Linked DNA regions of Oncorhynchus mykiss: region 1 is linked to region 2. The links are chromatin contacts, called in public Hi-C maps. All regions are on one chromosome and are shown on one strand. The core of a region is the stretch at or near the end of the contact, and the rest is flanking DNA. Distances in the headings are between cores, read along the strand shown. Region 1 holds the start of e2f1 (transcription factor E2F1). Region 2 holds the start of tti1 (TELO2-interacting protein 1 homolog).

The links. A called contact is a pair of places that touch in the nucleus more often than the background predicts.
Region 1: a Hi-C map of blood shows a contact between it and region 2, with 6 times the contacts expected there. The contact joins the promoter of e2f1 here to the promoter of tti1 in region 2. A contact is called at or near these places in 2 of 3 Hi-C or Micro-C datasets (blood and liver).

The regions. Positions count from the first base shown.
Region 1 is chr16:49,937,421-49,943,967 of USDA_OmykA_1.1, reverse strand. e2f1 (transcription factor E2F1) reads left to right here and starts at 5,080. Exons shown (of 7, transcript XM_021566302.2): 1 at 5,080-6,547. The coding sequence starts at 6,303. It overlaps znf341 (zinc finger protein 341), which reads right to left and starts at 4,723. Exons shown (of 16, transcript XM_036947164.1): 1 at 4,603-4,723; 2 at 4,034-4,144; 3 at 3,675-3,865; 4 at 3,309-3,458; 5 at 1,377-1,592; 6 at 956-1,139; 7 at 725-818; 8 at 376-602; 9 at 1-196. The coding sequence starts at 4,633.
Region 2 is chr16:49,787,929-49,794,193 of USDA_OmykA_1.1, reverse strand. tti1 (TELO2-interacting protein 1 homolog) reads right to left here and starts at 4,241. Exons shown (of 8, transcript XM_021566293.2): 1 at 4,115-4,241; 2 at 1,473-3,787; 3 at 1,125-1,292; 4 at 627-772; 5 at 324-464. The coding sequence starts at 3,768. It overlaps LOC110492200 (regulation of nuclear pre-mRNA domain-containing protein 1B), which reads left to right and starts at 4,241. Exons shown (of 9, transcript XM_021566295.2): 1 at 4,241-4,404; 2 at 4,598-4,685; 3 at 5,105-5,326; 4 at 5,528-5,657; 5 at 5,951-6,090; 6 at 6,258-6,265. The coding sequence starts at 5,176.

The DNA of each region.
Region 1 (6,547 bases), core at 3,831-6,330, 150 kb before region 2:
TGCTGGGTCATGTGAGATTTGAGCTGGAAGTAGGTGCTGAACTTGCCGGCACAGAACTGGCACTGGTAGGAGCTGTCGATCAGGATAATCTGCTTGGTCTGGGCCTGCTGGCCTTTCTGCTTGCAGTCACCATCTCCCAAGCTGTCCACATCAGTCTGGGAGTCACAGTCTCTCTCCTCGGGCTCACCTGGGGCTTCTGGACACACATTCAGTACACAATCTACATTTATAATACATACTTAAGCCCTTATACATTACTACATATTTCATTGACTTTGGATTTTGGTAATCATTACTTATTGCCACTATGTCATCCTTAAAAAGGTCTTAGTGGCCTATAGAGAACTGATCATGATTAGACAGTGAGATGATTACCTGGCTGCTCCTCCTCTTCCTGTTGTTGTTCCTCCTGTTCTTCCTGTTGCTCTATGCCCTCCTCTGCACACAGTGGTACCACCTTGACTGTGATGGGTAGCCTGGACACTGAATTGGCCACTCCCGAAGGCCACACTTTGTGTGTCTGCATGTGCTTCTTCACATTAGACTTCTGGGCAAAGGCCCGGCCGCATACAATGCACTGGAAAGGCTTCTCCCCTGTATGACTGTGGAGACATCCAAGATTATAATATAATACATGTGATATTCTTATCCTGGGTAGATTCAATGCATATGGATAGTGCTTTTTTATTTGGGCTGATTGGTGAACTCGATTTGTGAAACTCACCTTCTGATATGTTGCTGGAGATCAAAGTTTTTGGAGAAGACTTTGTCACAGAAATTGCATTTAAGCTTCTGGGACTTTCCTTTCATTTGTTCAGCTGAAAAGCCGATGCATAGAACGGACAACATTATTCTATTTAGCCAATAATGAGAAACATGTAATATAAAAAATAAATACGAATTTCTTAGGATATAGACCTATATGTATATTGACATTTGTTTCTCAAAATCATACCTGCTGCTCCATCCTGGCCTTTCTTGACATTTCTTGGTTGTTTAGGAATGATCACCTTGTCAAACTCTTCAAGCTCAGTTAGGTTTGCATTGATGCTGCAGGTTTTGGTCTTGGTGCCTTGCTTCCCAGGACTGTATACTGGAGGAGTGTTGAATGACTGGCTCTCCACACACTGACTGGGGACCTGTGGGGAAGAAATAATACATTTTATTTTATTATTTCACCTTAAATTTAACCAGGTAGGCCTGTTGAGAACAAGTTCACATTTACAACTGCAACCTGGCCATGTATAACACATGAACTAATGGTCCAACATCTTTAGGATGTTGCCCACACACTGCAGAGTACAGACATGGAAATAAACAAGTCTGTCATCTTCCTCATTCTGTGCAAATTACAGATTGCCTTAGTAAAAGCTCACCTGTACAGATTGGAACGGCTGCAAGCCCAGGGTGTGAATCTCTGCACTACCACTCCCAGACATTTGAGGCATAGTGCTGTAGACCTGGACCACTGAGTTGCTGATACTGGACAGCACCTGGGAGGACAGAGGCTGAGACTGTCCAGGTGGGAGAGAGTGGGAGGACTGCTGATGGTGCTGGAGGTAGGATGCACCTGTGTGCATACTCAGGTTACTCTGAGAAGGGAAAGTAAACAAGATTTACAGTTGAAGTCGGAAGTTTACATACACTTACGTTGGAGTCATTAAAACTCATTTTTCAACCACTCCACAAATTTCTTGTTAACAAACTATAGTTTTGGCAAGTCGGTTAGGACATCTACTTTGTGCATGACACAAGCAATTTTTCCAACAATTGTTTACAGACAGATTATTTCACTTATAATTTACTGTATCACAATTCCAGTGGGTCAGAAGTTGACATACACTAAGTTGACTGTGCCTTTAAAAAGTTTGGAAAATTCCAGAAAAGGATGTCATGGCTTTAGAAGCTTCTGATAGGCTAATTGACATCATTTGAGTCAATTGGAGGTGTACCTGTAAATGTATTTCAAGGCCTACCTTCAAACTCAGTGCCTCTTTGCTTGACATCATGGGAAAATCAAAAGAAATCATCCAAGACCTCCGAAAAAAATATTAAAAGACCTCCACAAGTCTGGTTCATCCTTGGGAGCAATTTCCAAATGCCTGATGGTACCACATTCATCTGTACAAACAATAGTACGCAAGAATAAACACCAGGGGACCACGCAGCCATCATACCGCACAGGAAGGAGACGCGTTCTGCCTCCTTGAGATGAACGTACTTTGGTGCGAAAAGTGCAAATCAATCCCAGAACAACAGCAAAGGACCTTGTGAAGATGCTGGAAGAAACAGGTACAAAAGTATCTATATATCCACAGTAAAACGAGTCCTATATCGACATAACCTGAAAGGCCGCTCAGCAAGGAAGATGCCACTGCTCCAAAACCGCCATAAAAAAGCCAGACTACGGATTGCAACTGCACATGGGGACAAAGATCATACTTTTTGGAGAAATGTCCTCTGGTCTGATGAAACAAAAATAGAACTGTTTGGCCATAATGACCACCGTTATGTTTGGAGGAAAAAGGGGGAGTCTTGCAAGCCGAAGAACATCATCTCAACCGTGAAGCTCGGGGGTGGCAGCATCATGTTGTGGAGGTGCTTTGCTGCAGGAGGGACTGGTGCGCTTCACAAAATAGATGGCATCATGAGGTAGGAAAAGTATGTGGATATTGAAGCAACATCTCAAGACATCGGTCAGGAAGTTAAAGCTTGTTGTAAATGGGTCTTCCAAATGGACAAAGACCCCCAGCATACTTCCAAAGTTGTAGCAAAATGGCTTAAGGACAACAAAGTCAAGGTATTGGAGTGGCCATCACAAAGCCCTGACCTCAATCCCATAGAACATTTGTGGGCAGAACTGAAAAAGCGTGTGTGAGCAAGGAGGCCTACACACCTGACTCAGTTACACCAGCTCTGTCAGGAGGAATGGGCCAAAATTCACCCAACTTATTGTGGGAAGCTAGTGGAAGGCTACCCAAAACATTTGACCCAAGTTAAACAATTTCAAGGCAATGCTACCAAATACTAATTGAGTGTATGTAAACTTCTGACCCACTGGGAATGTGATGAAAGAAATAAAAGCTGAAATAAATCACTCTACTATTATTCTCACATTTCACATTCTTAAAGTAAAGTGGTGATTCTAACAAACCTAAGAAAGGGATTTTTTACTAAGATTAAATGTCAGGAATTGTGAAAAACTTGAGTTTAAATGTATTTGGCTAAGGTGTATGTAAACTTCCAACTTCAACTGTTTATAGTGAATACAGCCAGAAGAATAGCTTAATTCAATGAACACCACTTACCTGAATAGGGGGCTGCAAAGCTGCCATGGGTTGGTCAATGGACGTGAAGGCGGAGATGGCAGACATCAGAACATCATCACTCACTAAAACATTGCCTTGGACAAGTGTGTGAGTAAGAGGAGATGGAGGCACTGTAATGTATGTGGATACCTGATGTGGATGGCAAAACAAAGAAAAAAGGAAGACCGCATTAGCCAGCATTTACAATGCAAGCAAATTATTGTTCTAGAGAGGATGCTATGGTACGACGCACTGGCCCATACAGGAGATGAGTAACTAGTTTCTCACTCATGGCACTCCACTTTGGGAAGAGACTAATTAATAACAAACATCTCAGCTAACAATAAAAAAGAAGCCAGTACCCACCTGTCTGTTGGCGGGGGTCTGTGGCACAGAGCTAATGGAGGGCACAGGGGTGTAGGCATTACTAGATGCCAGTGATACTGTAGACAGGGAAGGGGCATTGGACTGGCAATGCTCTCTCTTGTGGGTCATGAAGGCATGCAATGAATTGAACTGTTTCTTGCACTTCCCACAAAGAAAGACGTCTTCGTCGTCTGTAGAGAACAATTGGGGATATATCAACACTTCAGTATTTCAATGGCAATAAATCGAGATGCAGAATGCATGGTTGATGTGTGTTAGAGTAGTTCCTCTCTATGACCAACACAATGCAGTCATGCACTGATCAAGAGGAGAAAGGGGAAGTGAAGAGAAGCGCACACCCATTGACTGAATGGTAGATGAGCCTGAGACGTTCTGGCTGTTTGGGTCAGGCACACCTCCCTGGCCATCCAACAGAGACTGGACAGCCAGGACTGTCTGGTTGTCCATCCCTGGAACAGAATAATATAACTGGGGTTCAGAACGGTGCAAATCATGGTGCATATACCACAGTTCGACATGAACAAATCAAAATGCGTGATAGGACTGGTGCGCCACTGCTCTTTCCGAAAACAAGGCTGCCGATTCCTGCCATTTTCTGGTGGTGGTAAATGATTGCTAGCTCAAGTGGCAGTTGTTTATTCTCAACGAATTACCAAACCAAGGGAAAAACAATGCATTACCACAAGCAAATCTAAAGAATCCATGGAAGATTATAAAAATTCGCTCAACGAAATAATAGCTAGCTAGCTGTCTGGCATCGATTATAATGGCTTTATCATACCACAATGACATAATTTCACCTCCAAGATAACTTAAAATAACCGCACTGTTGCTAGAAAGCGTTGTCTTAAAACCCACTAGCATGTTGCTAAAATAAAAGTGTGAATATGATCAAATGTATTGATACCTTCCAGGACTTCAAATATAGCCTGCGCCATCTTGTAGTTCTTCTGTGTGTAGGCGCTCAATTAATACGACTGCGTGTCCGATAAAGTTAGGTGGGCGGATTCCCAACAGCTGTTCCAGGACCAGTTCCAACAGAATTGGTCTTGTCTTTTTACTTTGGGATTGGGTAGGACAGGCTGATCCCAAGTCAGATGTTAATGGCTATGGTAACTCGGCGGTAACTCCTGCACCCCTCTTGATTTGCATCACAAAATAGTTACCAAATAATTAAGTGAATCAAATGAGTTAGGATATAGTCTAATATACACTTTCTTACATTTTATCTGACAAAAACATATTTTCCCATTCAAAACAACGAGCGTGGTATCACATAGAGTGGCACTTCATTGAACCAATGACAAGTCTGACTTTAGCGGGGCGCATTCACTCAGCCAATTGAAATCGTGATATTCATGCACATGCCAGTTTCGCGGCTAAAGGATTTGGCGGGTAAACCTCAACTCTTGTTCTGATCAGCTGGGATAATAGCACAACATATCATAGTTGATTTGGGGCTCAGATGAGACATTTTGTGCACGGATTATAGTCAAGGTGTTCATTGAAACGATCCATATGATTCGTTGATCGGATATGTAGATTTTTTGGGTGAATATTTGTCATTATTTCAGTTTTGCGGTATTACTTCCTGGGTGTGTTGACCATAACGAGTGGGTGAAGAACTGAGTTTGCTAGTACTGTATCTCGCTAGCATGCTAACTTGCCCAAATTTTGTCATTTTGAAATAACGCATTATATAAATCAGGTTATTTATTCTTCCAAGGTAACTAGACGTTCTGGGTAGTGCAATTTTGTTAGGAAGTGTAATAAGTATTTAGATTGTTGACTTGTTGTAGCTGATGTTTTGCTTGTGAGCTTCGTATGAAACTTGAGTTGTGTTCGAAGTTAACCCTGAAGCGAACACAACCCAATTTCTTGGCTAACAATACTAGCAAGCCAGCTAGTTAACTAACTCGCTCAACTTTTCTAGGTCGTTGGATACAGTATTCAATTAACTCTGTTCGCTAGCAACACAGTAAGCAAATTATTATCATTATGTTTACAATTTGCTCCAAACTAACGTTGATGTAAATCAACGTTAGCTACAGTAAATAACTAGTTAGCTAACGACAATGGACAAAGGGAAGGAGTTGCTATATGTGGCCTCGCCGCAGTCATTGGAAAGATGAAAATACCTAACGTTAGTTAGAAAAACTTCGCAGCAAGTTAGCACGCTAGCTGACCTTGGTGCTGGTTTATTACACTTTTTTCAACTATCAATATAGCATAAGTGTTGCTGTATTGTATGGTTTCAGACGAACTACTGTATATTAGACTGAAGCTGTCAGAAACCTCAACCACTGTCTCAACGTTATTTTATAGCTGGCTAATTTGTAGGAATCACGCCCTATATTTGACCTTTGACCATACATTTTCGAATGAGTCAGCTTTGTTGGAGCTTGATTGTCAGCAAGATACTGTTAATATTAGACATGTTTAACCTCAGTATTTGAAAGCCAACTCTTTCAATACATTTACACTATTATGCGCATACATTAGAGATGACATATGTCAAAAGGTGCTAATACTACCATACCAAGCCATTGGACTTGAATTCTGCCCCAACACGATCTAGGGGACTAGAGCACCCCAGTTGTGTGTGCGATGTCAGAAACGCTCCTATCAGGTCAGACGTCGGAGGATCTATTGGTAGACTTTGAGTCTCTTCTGAATGCTGGGAGTATTGGCCTCTCAGAGGACCACCAAATAGTCATAATCTCCACTCCCAGCAATGTGGGCTTCAACTCTGCAGTCCCCAGCAACACTGGAGAGATCCTTCTGTTCGCCACCCCCCAAGGCCCTGCAGATGTGGTCCAGGACCAGCGACGGCCAACTCTGGGACGACCACC
Region 2 (6,265 bases), core at 2,992-5,491:
TGAGCCCCTAAAATTGGGGGGCTATGTATAAAAATGGCTGTAATTCCATAACGGTTCATACAATAATTTTGACAAAACCTTAAATTAAAGATGAAAGTCTACACTTAAAGCACATCTTGATTATTTCCTTTCAAATCCATTGTGGTGGCGTACAGAGCCAAAATTATGCAAATTGTGTCACTTTCCAAATACTTATGGACCTGACTGACAAATGAATTCCCATGTGTACTTTTTCCTAATTATGTAATCAACTATGTATTATGTAAACAGGAAATTATTATTATTTAACTGAGTGAAGGTGGGAGCAGTAGTAAAATAGACACCCTGAAGGCTCGGAGGACAGCTAATGGGTCATCAGCAGTAAGTCTGATCAGCAGGGCAGGCCAGCAGCGGTGGGCCATGGGCAGTAGCTCATTCTCCTTCTGACTTAGCACACACACACACAGTTCCAACACATCCAGGACCTGCAACAAACCAAATCAAAAACCTGGGTCAGGACTCACAGAATTGGAGATAGTGAGCACACCTGACAGCAACATGTGGCAGAGGCTTATATTTTATTGAACTCTCTGGTCTTTAGATTTCAAGCTAAGTATCTTTGAATTCAAAAGAATCTAGAGTACTACCTTGAGTCTGAGTCTCAGGCTGGGGTCTGAGAGCAGGTGAATGCAGCGCTCCATGACGTCTTTAGCTATGGTGATGTGGGCTGGAAGCTCAACTTTCACATCAGGACCATCCATATCCTCTTCACAGTCCATGCTTGGCGGGAGCTCTGAATTCAAATAAAAATAATAATACACGTTTGAATTCAGTGCTAGAAACCCAGGAACTCATAACACTGATGGGTTCTGATGTCTGTTGCACCGTTTTCAACTGACATTTTTGAAACATGGCTACCTGTCACAGCAGCACACCACACAAAATCGTCCCGATGCCTAAAAAGCAGCGCAATGACTCAGACTCAGCTATGAAGGAAAACGGCACGAGTCAAACTTATTCAGGTCTGACACGGCACAGTAGTCTTGAGAACCTTCACCAAGCACGGCGCTAATGTTGTGCATCATTAATGTGAGAACTTTGTTTTCAGGGGAATAGTGTGGCAGTCAGAGAGAGCCCAAACTAACCTGGGTGCTCTGTGCCCTCCTCCTCTGCCCCGATGCCCACTGCCAGCTCCTTCTGTTTGTGGTAGTCCAGGAGAAACTGGCGCACATTCAGCTGGTCCTGCTCACGCCACACCTTCTTGGTTCCCAAAGCGTCACTTGTTCCCGCAACACTAGAGGGGAACCACCTCGCTGTAGTGGAAAAGCAACATGATTAAGATTGTGTTACTTAGGTTGTGTTAGCTAAAGGTTGTCATTTTGTGTCCTGCGTTTCAATTTCCTCTGAGTTCTCCAATTCAAAAGCATGCCATGACATGGTGATAACAATGTTATAAACTAGGGAAAACATTTAAGTGGATGTGGAAACTTTACCTAGAGCCTTCATAAGTGAGTGCAGCACAGTGCAGAACAGAGGGGACGTCTCGTCGTAGCTCATGTCCAGAGCCAGCAGCACGTCCTGGACTATGTCCCCCACCAGAGGCAGCAGGCTGGGGTCGGAGTGACTGAACATGACGGTGAGGACCCTGGGGGCGTGGGGGTGGACACCCAGCCTCTGGAGGTTCAAAGATACATCGTTCAGCAGGTAATCTGAGTTCTCATTGATCAGCTCCTTCAGGGAGGCATATCCACAGGCCCGGCTGATGTCCCACATGGCATCCAGCGCTGCCTGGCTGATCAACAGGGTTTCATCCCCGGCCTTCTCCAGAACCGGGTACAGTGATGTCATCAGAATGAGACGGAAGTCCATCCCCAAGGCCTGGGCAAAGCAGCCTATCCCCTCCAATTGAATGCAGATCTGCCAGATGTTGCTGTTCAGCTCGTGGATGGTGGAGCTCTTGTGGACTGCTTGGACCAACTGGAGGGGATTCCCTTTCCCTTCAACCGCATTAGATATGGAGAAGAGACTAAACAGAGTTTGCTGCTCCTGGTTCCCTCTGTCTGACTCCTCACCAATAAGGGTTGGCAGGTGCCAGTGGCTCAGGCAGATGTACTCCTCTATAATGGATTCTACTACTGCTTTCAGGTCCTCCTGACTGGGCACTCCCTGCCTCTCCTGGCCTCCAGCCACACCGATGCCTGCTGCTCCTGTGATCACCTCATTCAGCACCATTGCAGCTTGCTTCCTGTAGACCGATGACTCCTTGTACAGATCCATTAAGTGATCTACTAGGAGATAGACGTTCCCATAGTAACCTAACACCCTGCAGATCTCCTTGAGCAGGGAGAAGATTCTTTCGTCTGTGAAGTAGAGGAAGTGCTTCCTCTGAGCATGTGCCCCAGGCCCCGTCTCCACAGTTACGGCAGAGCTCCTCTCCTCCACGATGCGTACGTCCATCACGTCTAACTCCAACACCTGCATCAGGGCCTTGGACACCCGCTGGAGGTGGGCCGCCGAGTTGAGTACCACTATCACCTTGGGGCCCAGGATTTTGAGGTAGCCCAGGAACACGTTGAGGACAAACACCTTACGCTGGTCATCAGACGTTCTCATGAGGCGCGGCAGCGAGGTGGCCAGGGAGTGGAGGTTCTCTGACAGAACGTCAGTAAAGGCCTGGTTGTTACTATCTGAGCTCTGATGCCTCTCTGCAACCTCCCTCAGGGCAGCCTCACACCTCTCCCTCACAGTGGGCTCCTCATCGTTCACAGCCCCCACCAGAGCCTCCAGGAGGGGGCCCACACACTCACCCAGGGAGGAGTTACAGTTGGCCAGGAGGTGGTCTGAGAAGTTCACCATCTCAAGCCTCACTCTCCAGTGCTGATGAGCTGAGGTGCAGGAGATGATCTTTTTTAACAGTAAGGCCAGCCTCCCAGAGGTGTTTCGCACCCAGTCTTGAGTTCTCTGCACTACCAGCTCCCATGCTCTCCCTAGTTCCCACAGCTGTCTCTCCCCAGTCCCTGTGTTCTGAAGCTGGTCATCAGCCATCACCAATCCCACTGTCTTAAACCACACCTTAATGGCCCTAACTGTGACAGCATGTCCATGTCTCATATCGCCAGTGATCACACGGCTCACAGCGATGGTGATCCCAGGTAAGAAAGAAGCCATGGTGCTGCCTAGGATACGCCTCTCCTTCTGACCCACCAACACATGGTCCATAGAACAGTCACACTGGAGGGTCAGGGCCTGCAGGCATTTCAGAGCAGCAGCCTGCACGGTGCGGGACTTCTCCTGCTCTCCCAGTGCCAGCAGCAGGGAGATAGCAGCCCCAAGGCCAGGCAGCATGATGGGCTCAAACAGCTTGAAGACCACGTCACCATAGGCTGCATGGAGCAGAGCATCCAGGCACCTCAGTACTGCAGCTCTCAGCTCCTCGGAGGTAGGTGCTGGCTTCCCTGGGTCCGTGGGGGAGCAAAGGCAGAGGCAGAGCTCGGAGAGAAGGTCCCTCAGCGTCTCCCAGCTCCGTACACAGGTGTTCTCCAGGACATATCCCATGGCCTCAGCCACAGCCTGGATCAAGCCATCCCGCTTGGGGCCAGGGATTTTGAGGATGAAGCGGAGAGGAAAAAGGACATAGTCCTGCAGCTGCTGCAGAGTTCCATGATTTACATGCCTCAGCTGTGTGCTCAGGGTTTCCACATTGCCCACCGTGGGCTCACGAGTCAGGAGCACACAGGCTGGACGGAGGTAAGCAAAAGCAAGCTTTGGGTCATCAATCTGATGGTCCATTCTTTGAAGACAGAGGTCACTCACTGAAAGAGAGAATGATGAAATTGGTCATTTGATCATAAACTGTTTTGGGATGCAGTAGTGGGATGCAGTTTAGCAGTAGGCATGCTCAATGCATTAAAATTATTTTGACTATCAGAATAATAGCTTATCTTTCAGTTACCTAAATGTTCATCTTATAGGCCTAACTTTGGTCCTTTGCTCGTCAACCCAAAACAGAACTTTGCCTGGCCATCCTTGCTAAAGGTAACGTTAACGTTAGATAGACAGAAAGCTAGCTATCTAATGGAATGCTTAAATGCCAAAGCAAGAGTAACCTAACAAAGTAAGCTTCAAATTAGCTTACCTTTGTTAGTAAATATTTTGTAACGGACATCTGAGACGAACTCCTTTCGAGATACAGCACTGAAACTGAATGAAGACTGTCCTAGCTGACTGTCACACTAGCGTCACTTTTCCCTGTAGCTACGTCATTATCCTGCGTCGCATAGCTGTGTTTACCATGCTTGTTTGCTAGCTTGCTTGTTTTGGTGCAGTTAATACTTGTAAATTAATTATATTTAAACATATGTTGGGGTCAAAGTTGATTTCGCTGCACTTCAATTTTTTGACCTGCAAAACTGGCTAAAGGAAACGGTACGATTGTATCTTTGTCGTTTTCCCACCCTAAGCAAAGCATGATGATACTTGACCGACAGCGGTTGATTTAGCGAGCTAATTTGCATGTACATGTATGTCGTTTAATATAGAGCTATACGTGACAATAATTTGCTAATATTTCAAGTAATGATCTAATTTCACCAGTTACTCTGCAACGTTTTTCGAACAGATTTTGTACCTGTCGGGTGAAAGGTCAAGCGGCCATCTTTGAAGAGATCCAGAGACTTTTAGAAAGACAGCTGGCTAACGGAGTGACGGTATAGCGACATATATGTGTATTGAAACGCACATTTACTAGACTGTGAATGGATGTATTGGTAATGAACTTGCAACTAGTATCCCAGAATAGCTAGAGAGAAAACAAAGCCAGTGAATATGTTAGCTAACTCGCTAGGCTAACGCTATCTAGCTAGGACTTTCTAGATGGCTATTTGTAAATAGATACTATAACGTTATCGTTAGATAGCGAGGTAAACACGTTTACTAGATTGCGAACTCATCAATGTAAAGGCGATTGCATAATTGAACACGTTTTTGTAGGTAGTTAAATTAAGAAAGACTCGAGAAGCATGGACAAACAGACGTTTGGGTAGTTAACGTTAGGGGGTTTCATGCATAACATTAGCAGGTTGCATGGCTAACTGTCTGGAACTTTTGTTTTTGATGACATTGCTAGTTTCCTTAGTTAACGTCCAAGAAACAGTTGTGAGGTGAGGCATATCAAAGAAAGACCTATCTGGGCACATCATGTCATCATTTTCTGAGTCTGCGTTGGAGAAGAAGCTTTCGGAGCTCAGCAACTCTCAGCAGAGCGTTCAGACGCTGTCTCTGTGGATCATTCATCATCGCAAACACTCGTCGCTCATCGTCAAAGTATGGCACAGAGAACTGAAGAAAGGTGAGAGAACTTATGAACGTTGCCACCTCGACAATATTGTCTACCACAGCTAGTTGTAAACTGAAACGTTAATGTCACTTGAAGTATGCCAAACACTGTTATTTACCTTGTCTACTTTCTGTATTTGTCTTGTCTACTTTCTGTATTTGTCTTGTCTACTTCCTGTATTTGTCTTTTCTACTTTCTGTATTTGTCTTTCAGCAAAAAGCAGCAGGAAGTTGACGTTCCTTTATCTTGCCAATGATGTGATTCAAAACAGCAAGAAGAAAGGTCCAGAGTTCGCCAAAGACTTTGAGACAGTCCTTGTTGATGCTTGCTCTCATGTTGCAAGGTATGTGGTCTGGGATGATACAGTTTCAGAGCTAAACTTTTCTCTCGCACTGAAATGTTCCTTTAAGAGACTTGTGCTGCAGGCCTATGTTTTAGTATACCGTGTTTGCATTGGAGGGTTGGCCTAGCTACATCAGTAAGACATTAACCTGCTTCTAAACATTGGTATGTGGAGTACACTGCTACTGCAGTATAACAAGACAAGAACCAAGAGTATAAAATAAGTTATTGAGTTGCTTGGCTAGGAAGAGTTGAATTTCATGATAAATCTCTCTTTTTCTCTCTCTCCCTCAGAGAGGCTGATGATGGCTGTAGAAGGCCCATGGACAGGCTGCTCACTATCTGGCAGGAGCGCAGCCTCTACAAGGTAGAGTTCATCCAGCAGCTGAAGCTCGCCATCGAAGACTCTAACAGCCCCCAACACCAACCCACAGGTACGGTCAGTTAGGTTATCACTGATGTAGCAGTACAGCTTTACTAGATGACTGACTGGTGACAGCATGTTTCGTGTGTGTGTGTGTGTTTGGATGTCAGAATTCCCATGCAACATCATCTTCCAATTGGTTGTTTTTGTATAAATCTGTGGTATTTTTTTATACAGAAGAGAAG